Regions from separate parts of the Hordeum vulgare genome. Here region 2 is linked to region 1. Evidence: chromatin contacts called from public Hi-C data. All regions are on one chromosome and are shown on one strand. The core of a region is the stretch at or near the end of the contact, and the rest is flanking DNA. Distances in the headings are between cores, read along the strand shown. Region 1 has its middle 5.6 kb from the start of LOC123443102. Region 2 holds the start of LOC123443116 (spliceosome-associated protein 49).

Region 1 (3,636 bases), core at 881-3,380:
ACGGCATCAGAAAATGAAGATTTGTTTTTTTGCTTTTATTTTGTAAGAATAAATGTGTTCAAAGGATAATATTTGTTCTAGTGAAATGTGTATGCAACTTTTAGTTTAAGAGGCCAGATGTTGATTGAAAGGCTCAGAACATGTTTTGTATTGATGAGAAAACAACAAAACCTATAGCCTTTTTTTGTTAATTGTCGCCGTAGCAGTTGTGGATGAAATCTGATTTCGTATAGCCAAAAATAAGGAGAGCCTCATAGGGCAATGAAGAGTGCATCATGTTTCTAGTCAAGCCACCTTGGTTCAATTCTTCTTATATCTACCTAAAGTCAAGGGAGGGAACTGTCCTCCCTAGCCTAGTATTTTCTTTATTTGTGTAGTCGAAATCTTCGTGTCTGCCGACACTTCAAATGCACAATAAAATCATTGGTCTATATTCATTTATCCAAATATTAAAACCATGGATTGTGACTCTCCAAAGCTCTTCTTCAATGGTCATGTCCTGAAGTTATGTCATGTTACTTCTTTGATGTTAACATATAACAAATAACAAAGTCAACCAGGGAAATCAAGACTTGAAAGTGAAATAAGAGTTAATTCAATCAGCTACTCCCTTCTTCGCATAATATAAAAGTGTTTTTGATACTCAAGAGGGTTCTTATATTATGAGACGGATGAAGTAATTGATTATTGGTATTTCCCGTTGCTCTTGTAATTAATAATATATCCCATGCTCTAACAGCTCTAGGGGCAAGTAAGGCTCCACGTCGTTCTGGCCCGGAGTCAGCCTCGAACAATGTACTATACTACTTCCTCTGTACCTAAATAATTATTGTTGAAAAAAACTAGTTTTTCTCAAGTATAATTATTTAGATATAGAGGGAACATCTGTGTAGGTCACCATGGATTTTGATTGCGCACCGTAACTAATGAATCGATGTGTTCCATTTCACAAAAAAAGAAAAAAAAAGTTGATTGCAATTACCAGGAAGTAGGAGCTGACAGTCTGATAGTACTATGACATTGACTACAAGAGAGGGCCAAACTGCCATCCCATTCCCCTCACCTTTCTGGCTTTCAGAATGATGTAATGTGGCATCTAACCCGGCAGGAGCATGATGGACACCATGGCAAACACCACTTAATCAACATCCTAATTGCGTTGGCACCCTAATTAATTTCGGCCGCACAAGTATATGGACATAGATGTATCGATCTATCGCCCCAGCAACACGTAAGCACAGACTCTGAAGAAATCTGCAAGAGACCAAGAAATCCCTGTCTCCATTTTGGAGATGTCCTGTTGGCTCACTGTGGAGCACGTCGATGTTTTGTGTGTGATCGCGACCAAACTTACATAAGCGCGGTTTAATTGGCTCCAGCAGATAAGCCCGTGACGTGTGATCAGTGCCGCGCCTCATGGATCTGTATCATCGAGAATTTAAAAACTTTTGTATATTTCTCCTTTCAAGCTCGTAATTTCGAGTTGTTGTCGGACAAACTGTGACCCCTTACCTACATGCAGTGACCCCTTCTATTCTTGGCCCTTTTCCCTTGTGTTTGTCATCATCTTGTTGTTCTCTAGGGGGTGATGTATGTGACTCCAACACATCTCAATTTTCAACAATTTGTGTAGTTAAGAAAACAAGGCTTGGAGTCTAGCAACAACGATCTGCTATTTACAACTGTGTTCTGGCGTGGCAAGAGAGAGAACTGAACTTGGTTTTCCCTCTTGTTATCCGGGCAGGGAGATGGAAAGGCTGGTAGTAGTAAAAGTTGATGGACCAGAGGGCAGTGAAATGAATGATGGCTTCAGGAGAGGGTTCGTTTCCGGGTCCCCGATTTACTCACCCGCCTTCGGTCGACATGCACGCAGCCACACGTGCTTGGATGGATCCCGCGCAGGATAGTTACTGACGACTGACGAGTAATAATTCAGTGTGCCACAGATGACTGATATTTACAATCTCACGTCGCATCGCATGCACAGATGATTTTCTTTTGACGGAAAGCAAGCATAGATGCCACGTACGTGCTCGAATGATACTCCTATATGCATATGCATCGCACGGCTTCTATCCGTGGGTGGAGACCAGTAACGAATGCAACTGTGGCTGGCCCTGGGCCTGACGATCCAGATCTAGGCAAAGCTGTCGACGGACACAATAAATACAGTCGTTGTGTACATGTCAGTTAGTACGGATCCATGGAACTGTAACCAAAACTATAACTGTACCCATGTACGTACGTACATACGTACGATTAATCTAGGAAGGGAAGGGAAACCCTTCCTTTTTACGCTGTATATGATAAACCGTGATTACGTTCGAGTACTTATTACTGAGGTCGAGCAAAAGATGGTGCTCTGCTTGGTGCTATGGAGGCTCTGAAGCTATCTGCTCCTGTAGATTCAGTTACGCTGTTTCCAAACTTTTGTTTCCTTCTGCTACTTACTTCCTATGTACGGTAATATATGCCGTAATATATGTCGCTCGAGTAGCTAAAGTTCAGCTATCTCAGCAGCTATTCCAGCGACATATATTATGGTAGAGAGGGAGTACTTGGCAAACTATCATGGTGGTAATTAACAGTTTTTCGCCCTGTAGTGAGAGTTGTCGAGAAGTCGCTCTCTCGTAGCAGGTTTGGTGTTAATGCCTCAGCTCGCTTCCCTCCTTTAACCTCCTCATCTCTGTTCTTTTGAGACTGTTTCTTTTACTGGTATTTTAGTCTGTGTCTCTGTAAGGTGGTTCAATAACAGACTAACAGTGCAATATTTCCATTTCATCGATTAAGAGGAAAAGGCATGCATGCTCGGTTGAAGAAACACGACCTGCAGCTGCATGCATGGCTCTCTTGACGCACGCATGATGATGGCTGCCGACCGCGGCTCCCTAATGTGCATGAAGCAATCAGGTACCCTCAAACAACCCACATAAATTTGGAGTGTCTTGTCCAGACCGTAAAAGCCATCCAATGTAATTTGTATTAATCCGTACAACGGTTTAAGTATACTTTCTCCTGCAAATCAAAGACAAACATGGGCTTTGCGGGAGTCTGAACAACACACACGTAGGATTTCGACATCCCCGGCCCACCCAAAACCATTTCCACACCCGCACCTTCATCCTTTTCATTTTTTCTTCTTCCTTCTTTCTCTCTTGCCTTCAATGCCGCACCACTACCCCGGCCGACACTCCACACCCCTGCCAGAATTCTAAGTCTTCGTCTCCTCTAGCGTTCCAGCCAGGCTCCACCCCGCTTCTCCTCCGCCGCTGTTCAGCCCCTCTCCTCCGACCACCCCGCCAGGTATCATCCGCTAGTGCTATACTAACCATGCCCGACAACTGGACAATGAATTGCGAGAGCTATAAAAGATTTGCTTCTTTTTTCTAGCGATGGATTCCGATCCGGGGTACATATACGAGCACTATGTTAAGTCAGTTGACTCCTCGTTTGATGAGGAGGACCACACAAATGAGTCGGCGATGATACAGGCGGTCCTTGAAGACGCGAACCATGCGGAGGAGCATGTTCTTAATTTCAAGTGATCGATCAAGGGTAATCAAGTGCTCAACAGCAACAGGGCAAGCACAACCATTTGACACTGATGGCCGACTACTTTGCCTCGAATGAACTCTT
Region 2 (3,594 bases), core at 274-2,773, 230 kb after region 1:
GCTCCGGAACGATGATGACTACTTTAGGCAGGAAACGACACAGGCGAAGGAGAGAGTTTTGGGTAGGGTCGGGTTGTCGGAGGCATGCACGAGAGCGGTCCACACACCCGTAGAGCCCCGCCAAGTTTGCTTTTGGTTTGCGAGAGAAAGGACGTTCAGACCGACCCTCTGACACATACATACCCGCGTCGGATGGTAAGACACGCCCGATCTGTGCGGTCCATGCGGGTGGTTTGAGGGTACGCGTTGGAGATGGCCCAAGTGTATATGAGTTGGCTATCGAGAAAAGAAGAAGAAGGAAACTTCCACAAGTAATGATAGTTAAATTCTATTTCCCGCTTGTGTTTTGCGAGAAAATGCCATATGTATCCATCTCCATTTATGCTATCCCTTTCACTCTTATTCCATAATTTTTCATGTTTGTTTCCCTATTTACGCCCCACTTTCTTATTTTGAATGGACTAGAAATTTCTTCTCGGGTTTCATCTCTATCCACCTTACCACGGTTTAGGCCTACCGCCTCTAGCATCCAAATCTATTTAGCAACCCCAAGAAATAATTATAAAAAGGTAAACATCATTCGGGCCATTGTTTTCTAAGCTGCCATTCCACCTCTCCCTCACCCTCCTCCACCCGCCACTCCGGTAGCACGAGGGGATGGGGACCCTACACCTGCATTTTGATGTCGTAGTTAGGTCTCTTAGAATTAGTTTTCTGACCCATGGTGATGACACTGTATAGGCCATGGTGGCGATGTGTAGGCCAAGAATAAGATTTCTCCGATTCTTGGTCCACCTCATCAGTGATAGTACTATTAGCGGTGTAGAGGAAGGCGGGGATCGTTTGTCACCGCTCCTCTTTGAACAACGACGTTCGACTAGTTTCGGCGTCGTCTCGAAGCTTGTAAGGTTACGTCTCCTCGAATATGTACGACCATATCTGGGATGGTCGTCCAAGCTCTTCATCACCTCCTTCTTTGAAGCGTCGATCCGTTTTCCAAACCGTTGTCACCGGCGTCTTCTAATTCCGACCATCGATTCCTTGTATGTTACATCAACAATGTATCTCTAGCTCCAATGGTGTTTCGGAGGTCCAGAGGCGGTGTTTCGAAGGTCCATAGGCAGAAACAAGGTTCGCTCACAGCATGTCGTAGTGAAGGATTGAGAAGACGGTCGATATCCACACAGACCTATGAGTAATGTTTAATTTCTATATGGATCGGTTGATCTTTTTCTTTGAGGGAAAAATGTTGGTTTCCTTTTTTTTAAGGGAAGAAGGCTGGTCGACTTTAATATAAGTACCAAATCAAAATTCATGCTTCCAAGATATATAAAACCTCAAACACTTAAGAAAAAAACACTCATACACGCTCAGATCAATCAGCACGGAACAAGCGCCCACACCCACCTACCACTGTGACTGGTCCCTAGGCCCCATGCAGTCCACCGAGCCGCCTCGGTCTCGGGGTCGGCAGCCGAAAAGCCGAAGCCGAACCGTACCGTCCCAGAACAACCTGCTAGAAATAGCGGCCGAACGGCGTGAGCCACCAACCCCCTTCCCTCCCGTGAGCTCGTGCGTCGTGCAGTCACCGCTTTGCTTCCCACGGCTGGACTCCTCCGCACCCCTATCCGTCTCCGTCCCCGCCTCCCAGATCCGGTCTCCATGGCGAGGAACCCGGGCTGCGCCGTCTACATAGGTGAGATTCCCACCCCGCCCGCCCACCGCCCGAGCCCCGAATCGCGCGGTGCGCTTCTTCCCGCGAGTTTCCCCCAATTTTGCCAGGCCCTTCGGCTCGGGATCGAGGGGTCAATTCGCTCCGCTAGGTTCGAAAAGTTGACGCCCTTGCGGCCGCTGCGGCCACCCCTGTCCCCCGAGTGGGGATTTCTCTAGGCCGCTGTTGTTGCCCCCAAGCAGGTTAAACCTGATTGCGTGCTTTAGGTGTTTTGATTGATTGAAGAGGGATTTCGCCCCCTTTCGGATCTGGCTTGCCTAGATTTATTACTATTTACCATTCTAGATTGGCTAGTAGTCTAATTGCTTAAGCTTGTACGGCCGGGATTTATCCTGCCTCCTAAATCTGTAATAGGAATTGTTCGTTTTACTATGTTTACTTGTATATTAGCTGATTAATTAATTAACTTAAACATGCTAATTTCCTTGTGCATACAACATTTCTTGGTGTTCTGGGTTCCGTGTGGTTCTTCCAATTGAAATTTTGTAAGCAGGTACATAGTGATAACCAGCATGAAAACATATGCCTGTAAAACCAAATCTAATAACAAACTGAACCTGCTTAATAAATGCATCATCCAGGGTTTAGATATGCGAACCATACAGTTGTGAGATTTGTCCCCATCATGGATTAATGTTACAGTTTATGGGGCTAGACATATAGTGCCTATTTTAGTATCTGACAATTCTAGAAATTCACTACAGCTTCACTAACTATGGTTCTTGGATGACATCGTTGTAATATAGAAATGAACATGCTCTTGTATCAGGGTATTTAGTGGTTCATGGTTGACACTGTTGCAGTATTCTAGTTCTTCCATTTTTCAACATTGTTCTTGTCCAACTTTGCCTCTCTTTTTTGCATGCCTTAATATATGTTATTTCATGGTTGCCACTGCTGTAGTAATATAGTTTTGCTGCTTTTTAATGATTGTTCTTGTTCCACTTTGTCTCTCTTTTTTACATGCCTAAATAAGTATAACATAGTAATCACCAGTACTGTATTAATTCTTTAATTGTGTATTTCTTAAATAGGTAACTTGGATGAAAAGGTCTCGGAGAGGGTTTTGTATGAGATTCTTATTCAGGTAGGTCGTGTAGTAGACTTGCACATACCTCGTGACAAGGAAACTAGTCGACCCAAAGGTTTTGCTTTTGCTGAGTACGAAACAGAGGAGATTGCCCAGTATGCTGTTAGGCTGTTTTCTGGCCTTGTTCGGCTTCACAATAGAACACTTAAATTTGCGGTGCGTTTCTTATTTCTCCCTGGTTATCTAATTTGTTGTAGTATAGTTTGCCGCGTGTTGTTCTTATGGTATGGTGAGTTACGTTCTCTGTGAATAGTTGATTCTGGGTCCAACCCAATACCTAAGGTTCTTGCCATTACTAGATTTCTATTTATATATGTATCTATGAAGCAGTAGCAAAAGACTCAACCCTGAAATTATGCCCTTTATTTTTGACAGATCTCTGGGCAAGACAAGGCCTCATCAAATGCCAATGTTACTGTAACACCTAAAATGAACCCTATACCACTACCAAATCCACCTCAACCAATGAGATTTGGTGATACTCCTGTGTCACAACATAGAGTGGTAAATGGTAGGGTTGCAGGCTATGGTGCTTCTCCAAATCATTCTTATGATTTTCATTCCCAAGGTGAGAGAATTTCTTTGACCATATGAGTATTGAGATATTTAATCTGAAGTTTGTATTAAATCTGACAATTCCTTTTTTCTCCAGCATCAAGTGGGGTAGCAAGTAGAGGATTAAGTGATGGTACATATGAGTATAGTAGACGTGTATTTGGTTCTGTTCTGAATGATGTTAGCCGTCGAGCTGACAGACAACCAGTTCCATACC

Evidence for each region. A called contact is a pair of places that touch in the nucleus more often than the background predicts.
Region 2: a Hi-C map of leaf shows a contact between it and region 1, with 3 times the contacts expected there. The contact joins the promoter of LOC123443116 here to the enhancer-like site in region 1. A contact is called at or near these places in 2 of 6 Hi-C or Micro-C datasets (leaf and seedling) and 1 of 1 datasets of contacts at active chromatin or transcription factors (embryo).

What each region holds. Positions count from the first base shown.
Region 1 is chr1H:435,927,036-435,930,671 of MorexV3_pseudomolecules_assembly, forward strand. No RefSeq gene overlaps it. Among protein-coding and RNA genes, the nearest start is that of LOC123443102, 5.6 kb to the left of the region's middle. Within about 2 kb of position 2,131, at least 3 of the 3 cell types and tissues checked have open chromatin away from gene starts, as enhancers often do. A contact at or near this core is called in leaf and seedling, where this site is marked.
Region 2 is chr1H:436,156,167-436,159,760 of MorexV3_pseudomolecules_assembly, forward strand. LOC123443116 (spliceosome-associated protein 49) reads left to right here and starts at 1,524. Exons shown (of 4, transcript XM_045119392.1): 1 at 1,524-1,696; 2 at 2,767-2,819; 3 at 3,198-3,390; 4 at 3,475-3,594. The coding sequence starts at 1,663.